Linked DNA regions of Rattus norvegicus: region 1 is linked to region 2. The links are chromatin contacts, called in public Hi-C maps. All regions are on one chromosome and are shown on one strand. Each heading gives the region's core, a stretch centred on a gene start, on an enhancer-like site or on the middle of the called end of the contact. The rest is flanking DNA. Distances are from core to core; before and after follow the strand shown. Region 1 holds the start of Lyrm9l1 (LYR motif containing 9 like 1). Region 2 has its middle 24 kb from the start of Ccnq.

Region 1 (3,074 bases), core at 499-2,998, 56 kb before region 2:
CCAGGACAGCCAAGGCTACACAGAGAAACCCTGTCTTGAAAAACTGAGAGGGGTGTGTGTGTGTGTGTGTGTGTGTGTTTTCTAGGCTCTACAACTATTTCCAAACAGTTCAACAAAAGCCAATCCACAGACAGAAGGGACAAACTAAGAAGCACAAGAAAAGTTAAGAGTGTTTCTACTCATAGTCTGAGCTCTATCCTGATCACCTGGCTGGCGATCCATCGCTCAAAGCGGACTGACTCCCTCAGTTCCTCTGTCATCCCCCTTCCAGCACAGAAATGGAAGACATTACCATCTCCCACACCCCACTCCGAGCTTCTCATCCTCCCCACTCCCCCTCATCCCGCCTCCCTCCCCTCCACGCTCAGGTACACCGAGAGTGTGAGAGTGTGAGAAACAGCGGATTGATTGTGTTCGGACCAGTTCCATGAACAATGACCCTGTCAACTCCCCTGACCTGAGAATTCAAGGAATGCAGCCCAGACTGCATTCTCTGCTCAGACCTTCGTGACCCTGCATCCACTTCAAAGTACCTTTCTCCATAAACTATTATTAAGTTGGCGTCCCCATCTTGTACTATCTAATACAGAGTCCCAGTTGGCCACACAATCTCTTCGATGCCTGACTTATTTAAGTCATCTCTCTTTAATGAAAGCACAGAAACAATCACACACCAAGACAAAGAGAATTGGTCTGGACTATCCTTAGCATAGTTCATCCATGTAACTAACATCTTCCCAAGCATCTGAGTGTACAGGGTCTGGGGACCACTAAGAAGACCAACACCTTATTTATCCAGAATCTTCTACAAAGCTGATGTCATATTTGATCACCTCATCACCCAGAGGCTAATTAGTTCATTATGACAGCTTTTCACATATTACCTCATTAAACAAAATATTATAGAAGGTATTGTTGGCCCCATTTTAGATAAAGAAAGCAAGGCTCAGAGAAGCTTTGATTTGTCAGTGGCCAAATAGCTGTGGACAGTTAGGCAGGGAACTAACCATAAGTCTCTTTGATTCAGAAGCTCACAATCTTACTTGCATCCCTGACATCTGCTAAACGGGTATATCTAAGAATGCTAAGGTTGGGACAGGGGTGTAACCCAGTGTTAAGAGCAACTCCCAAACATGTGTGAATCCCTGAATTAAGTTCCCAGAACTAAAACAAAATACCCCATCCAAAAAGAACTCTCCTGGGCCTATGCAAAAACAGCCTCAGTCACTGATAAGCTTACTTGACCATTATTCACAACTTAGCCACAAATCTTTGTTCCAGACCTTTCAGAAATACAATGGCATTGTAGCACTCTCTCAAACATAGATGGAAAAGAAATCAGACTAATGTCAATTACACACACACACACACACACACACACACAATCTTACAGAGATAGGATGACTTAGACACAGGCCTTACAATCTGAGTTCAAGCACCTGGATCCCACAAGGTGGCAGGAGAGTACCAATTCCCAAAAGTTGTCCTCTGACATCCACACCTGACAACGCACACTCATTACACCCACTCACAAAACTGAATGGGTCTGGTGACAGCTCCCTGAAAAAGCACTCAGGAGGTAGAAACAGGAAGCCTGGGAGTTCAAGGTTCAGTCTAAGCTACATAACAAGGTCAGCCTGGGCTATCCAGGATCCTGTCTCAAAACTGAAACAAAATGGACGTACAAAATTTAAAGAACATGACCTATTGGGGGGTGAGGGAGGCTAAAGGGAACTTCCTGGGTGCCAGGTGACATGGCTGGCACGGTGCTAAGAAAGAACTCAGTGACAGGTAAGCTCAATGCTCTCACCACTCACCTGTGTCCTAACATGGGTCACCTAAAAATAATTGGAAAAAGACTCATACATTTAAAAAAGTAATGGAACTGCAGAAAATAACCCGAAAATTACACCCAATTGAGTGCTGATAAAAGCTAAATTTAAGCCTGCACCAGCCATTTTTTAAATATGCAATTAATCTTCATGATGGAGAAAGTTGAAAATAGGAATGGTTTGCTCCCTGCCCCCGCCCACCCTAGGGCTCCATCTGGCATATTTATGTTCTTCCAACAATCCTGCCTCCCCTCGTCCCTCTCCCACATAGCCAAGGTCAGCCCAGCCTCCCTACATTCCTACTGGCACACCCTTCAGTCCCAGCTTTGCGTCCACCCCTGTGGGAGGTGAGGATGCTGGAAATGAATCCTGGGGCTTGACCGTGCCTGACAACCTTTTTACCACTGGGCTGTTCCTAGCTCCCGATGAGCAGCTAAACTAATCAGTCTCTTCCTGGCCAATTCCCACGTGCCACCCAAGGATATTTCACACTTTATCCTTCTCTTTCTTTGGCCCCTATTATCTTATACCCAGAAGACAGGTATGTAATAGTAAGGACTTCAAATGAGTCCCAGGGGGCATCACTGGGTGCATAGAAAGATAAAATCTGATCCAGGCAGACCTCGGAAAATTATTCTGTAATAAAGAGAATGAAGCGCTTACATATGCTACCACGTGTGAGCCTTTAAGGAGGCATGTAAGACGCAGGAAATAACCAGAGCTACATATGATTAGTTCTATTTCTGTGAAATGTTCAGAACTAACAACATCTATGGAAAGCGGCTAAGTGATTGCCTAGTGCAGAGAAAAGGGAAGACACTGGAGAGGAGTGTTGCCAGCTAATGGAGATGGTTCTCTTTGAAGGTAAATGTCCTAAAATAGACAGTGGCGGTGGATGCACACCTGCGCACGCACATTCTAAAGGTTATTAAACGTGTGCAATTTAGCACTGGCCGGGAATCCCAGTATTTCTGGGAGGTTGAGGCAGGAGGATTAAGAGTTCAAGGTCGGGGCTGGAGAGTTGGCTCAGCGGTTAAGAGCACTGACTGCTCTTCCAAAGGTCCTGAGTTCAATTCCCAGCAACCACATGGTGGCTCACAACCATCTATAATGAGATCTGGGGTCATCTTCTGGCCTGCAGGCACACATGCAGACAGAAAGCTGTATGGATGTACATAATAAATAAATAAATATTTTTTTTAAAAAAAGAGTTCAAGGTCAGATTGGGTTATATATTGCAAA
Region 2 (3,102 bases), core at 390-2,889:
CTTTCCCTCTGTCTTTTGTCCACTGCCCTCAGGCAATAGCTCATCTAACTCTGAAGTCCCAGAATTCCAACCTTGAAGCCCTTTGAGATGGTTCAGTCAGGGAAGGTGCTTGCCACCAAGACTGAGGGCCTGACTTAAATCCCTTGGCCCCTTATGGTGGAAGGAGAGAATGACTCCAACGATGCTTTTCTCTGGCCTCTAGATGAGTGCCGTGATATCTGAACACACAACACACACACACACACACTCACACTCACACACACACTCACACACACACTCACACACACATTCACACAAACACTCACACAGTCACAAACACACTTACACACTCTCACACACTCACACAAACACACACTCACACACACTCTCACACACACGCATACACAGTCTCACACACTCTCACACACTCACACGCACACACTCACACACACACACTCTCACACACACTCACAACAAACACACACACTCTCACACACACTCACACACACTCACACACACACTCACACACACATTCACACACACACTCACACACACACACACCAAACAAACTTAATTTAAATAATTTTGTGTAGAGTTTATCTTTTTATAGGTTCCTTAGTGTTTTGCCTACATGAATGTCTGTGTGAGGATGTCAGAAATCCTGGAACTGGAGTTGTAGACAGGTGAGAGCTACCATTTAGGTGCTGGAAATTGAACCTGGGTTCTCTGTAAGAACAGGCAGTGCTCACAACTGCTGAGCCATCTCTCCAGCCCATGAGACTTTATTATTTCTTTTTTTTTAAATATGTATTTATTTATTATATATAACTACACTGTAGCTGTCCTCAGATACACCAGAAGAGGGCATCAGATCTCATTGCAGATGGTTGTGAACCACCATGTGGTTGCTGGGATTTGAACTCAGCACCTCTGGAAGAGCAGTCAGTGCTCTTAACCACTGCGCCATCTCTCCAGCCCTATTATTTCTTTCTTGATAACTCGATGGCACCATTTTTTTTTAAGTGTGAACTTTGTAGATAACATCTCTGAGTCTCAATGTCAAAAGGCTGGATACCTGTCCAAGAATTTACAGTGTTCTCCAGTAAAGTATGGATCTGAGATCTGTCACTACAGAAATTATGAATTCATTGTTTCTTGGGTTTGTTTAATTCCAGTCCCTTCTATAAACCTGAAGCAGGAACATGGGCAAGCTTGTTGTGGCTGCTCACCCTGAGACACTGGCCATTGCATGTCCAATGGCAGCAATGGTCTATGGAACAGACTTTGAGAATAGTCTCTGGCTTCTCCACTCTCCTCAGATTACCAACCTCCCCTGTAACCACCCGAGTCATAGGTCCTGTGAACTAGGGTGGTGCCACCAGGGCTTCAAGCACATGTGGCCTGGGACATGGAGAGAGTTCACTGGAGGTGCCTTCTGGTTACCCTTCTGGTCCCTAGAGCCAGCAGCTCCTACCCTAACAGATGATCTTCTGCCTTCAGGCGCTTCCTGCCTCCCTGACTCGCAGCAGCCCTATCAGAGAAGCCACCGCAGCCTGCCTGCCTGCTTCCGGAGAGACAAGAGACGCAGAACTGAGAGAGTAAGAGCCCCCTGAGACAGCCTTGGTTGGAAGGGAGGCACCTAAGGCTGTGTTTAGCAGGATGCATGCTGGGGAATCAGCCTTGCAGGGAGAAGGCATCCAACAGCTTGCAAGGCAAAGAAACAAACACCTCTTAGCACGAACCGCCTTCACGAGCGCATGGCGTGTGAAAGAATCCACGTGTCTCAGCACCACAGCACCCACCCAGGTGACACCTAAAGCAGCAACAGCCACCACCGCCTCCACCCCCAACAGCCCAGAGTCATGTGAGAGGCACCAGCCTTTGCCTGTCATCGCCCGAAAACAGAGCCAGCCTAACTGGCACATTTTGTCCAACACAAAGCCCCAATGAGAGAGGGAAAAAAAAAATAGGAAGAAATGTAAGATGCCCAGACTGGGTCAAGTCGGGCTGGAGGGACCTGTGTGGTAATAAAGCCTTGTAATACCTTGTGGTGCATATTCGCTCAGGCCAGACATCTTCCTTGTAAAGGACCTAGGCTAATGTCCGTGGCTAAAAGGGTGTTTATGTGCACGTTTGTGTCTAAAATAACAGATGGCGACCCATCCCTGTGATCCCAGAGCTCCAGAGGCAGATCAAGTTGGGCTACATACAGAATCCCAGGCCCACCAAAGTTTCTATAACAAGGCCGTCTCAAAATTAGACAGGCTTTACAGTGGCTAAGGGCATTTACTGCCAGCCCTAGAGACCAGAGTTCTACTTGCAGCCCACATCGAGGAAGGAGTGTACAAGTTCCACAGCTGCTCTCTGATCACACTCACTGCTTATATACACAAAAGAAATAAACATTAAAAACACATAAAACTCAAATTGTTGCCTGGCATGCCTTTAATCCCAGCGTTTTAGGAAGCAGAGGCAGGCGGGTCTCTGTGAGTTCTAGGCCAGTTTGGTCTACATAGTGAGTTCTAGGTTGGCCAGGGCTTCGTAGAGAAACCCTGTTTCAAAGAAATAAACAGATACGCCCAATTGTTTCTACCACCACAAAACAAAACAAAACAAAAACCCGTCAGCCTGAACAAATACATACATAAGCTAATTAACAATGGCCGGTTTTAGATGTCTCTGAGTGGCTTGTACCGTGTATATGCTTTGCTGCTAGATACTCCGGTATATGGGAGAAGAGACAAGAACACGAGAGAAAGGCAGACGGGAAGGAGGCATAGAAACAGTCTCTAGGAAAAAACCCTATTTTGTAGGATTGATTATCAACACTGGCATCAGTGACTGCTTGTCTTTCTGGCTTTCACCTACCCTGGAATAGGTTCTCCTGGCAAACAATTTCCAGCCCTGTCTGGTGATGCTATATATACTGTACAATAAATAGGACAGGGTCCAGCACGATAACCAGAGGGCAAAGCAATGAGTCATCTATCTCCCCAGGCCGAGGTTCCAGGCTCTTACTGCTTTGATCATGACTCTGGAATGAAACCACAGTAAAGTCTTTAGCACTTGCTAGTAGGGTACTGAGTACCACTCCTCACTAACACTTTTTTTTGTTGTTTGTTT

What was found. Hi-C and Micro-C count contacts between places; a contact is called where the count stands out from the background.
Region 1: a Hi-C map of prefrontal cortex shows a contact between it and region 2, with 2.0 times the contacts expected there. The contact joins the promoter of Lyrm9l1 here to the enhancer-like site in region 2. A contact is called at or near these places in 2 of 12 Hi-C or Micro-C datasets (Schwann cells and prefrontal cortex).

What each region holds. Positions count from the first base shown.
Region 1 is chr10:64,224,148-64,227,221 of GRCr8, reverse strand. Lyrm9l1 (LYR motif containing 9 like 1) reads left to right here and starts at 1,748. Exons shown (of 2, transcript XM_039087352.1): 1 at 1,748-2,696. The coding sequence starts at 2,675. The region is part of intron 1 of Lyrm9 (LYR motif containing 9); the gene reads right to left.
Region 2 is chr10:64,168,473-64,171,574 of GRCr8, reverse strand. No RefSeq gene overlaps it. Among named protein-coding and RNA genes, the nearest start is that of Ccnq, 24 kb to the right of the region's middle. Within about 2 kb of position 1,639, at least 13 of the 93 cell types and tissues checked have an H3K27ac peak or open chromatin away from gene starts, as enhancers often do. A contact at or near this core is called in prefrontal cortex, where this site is marked.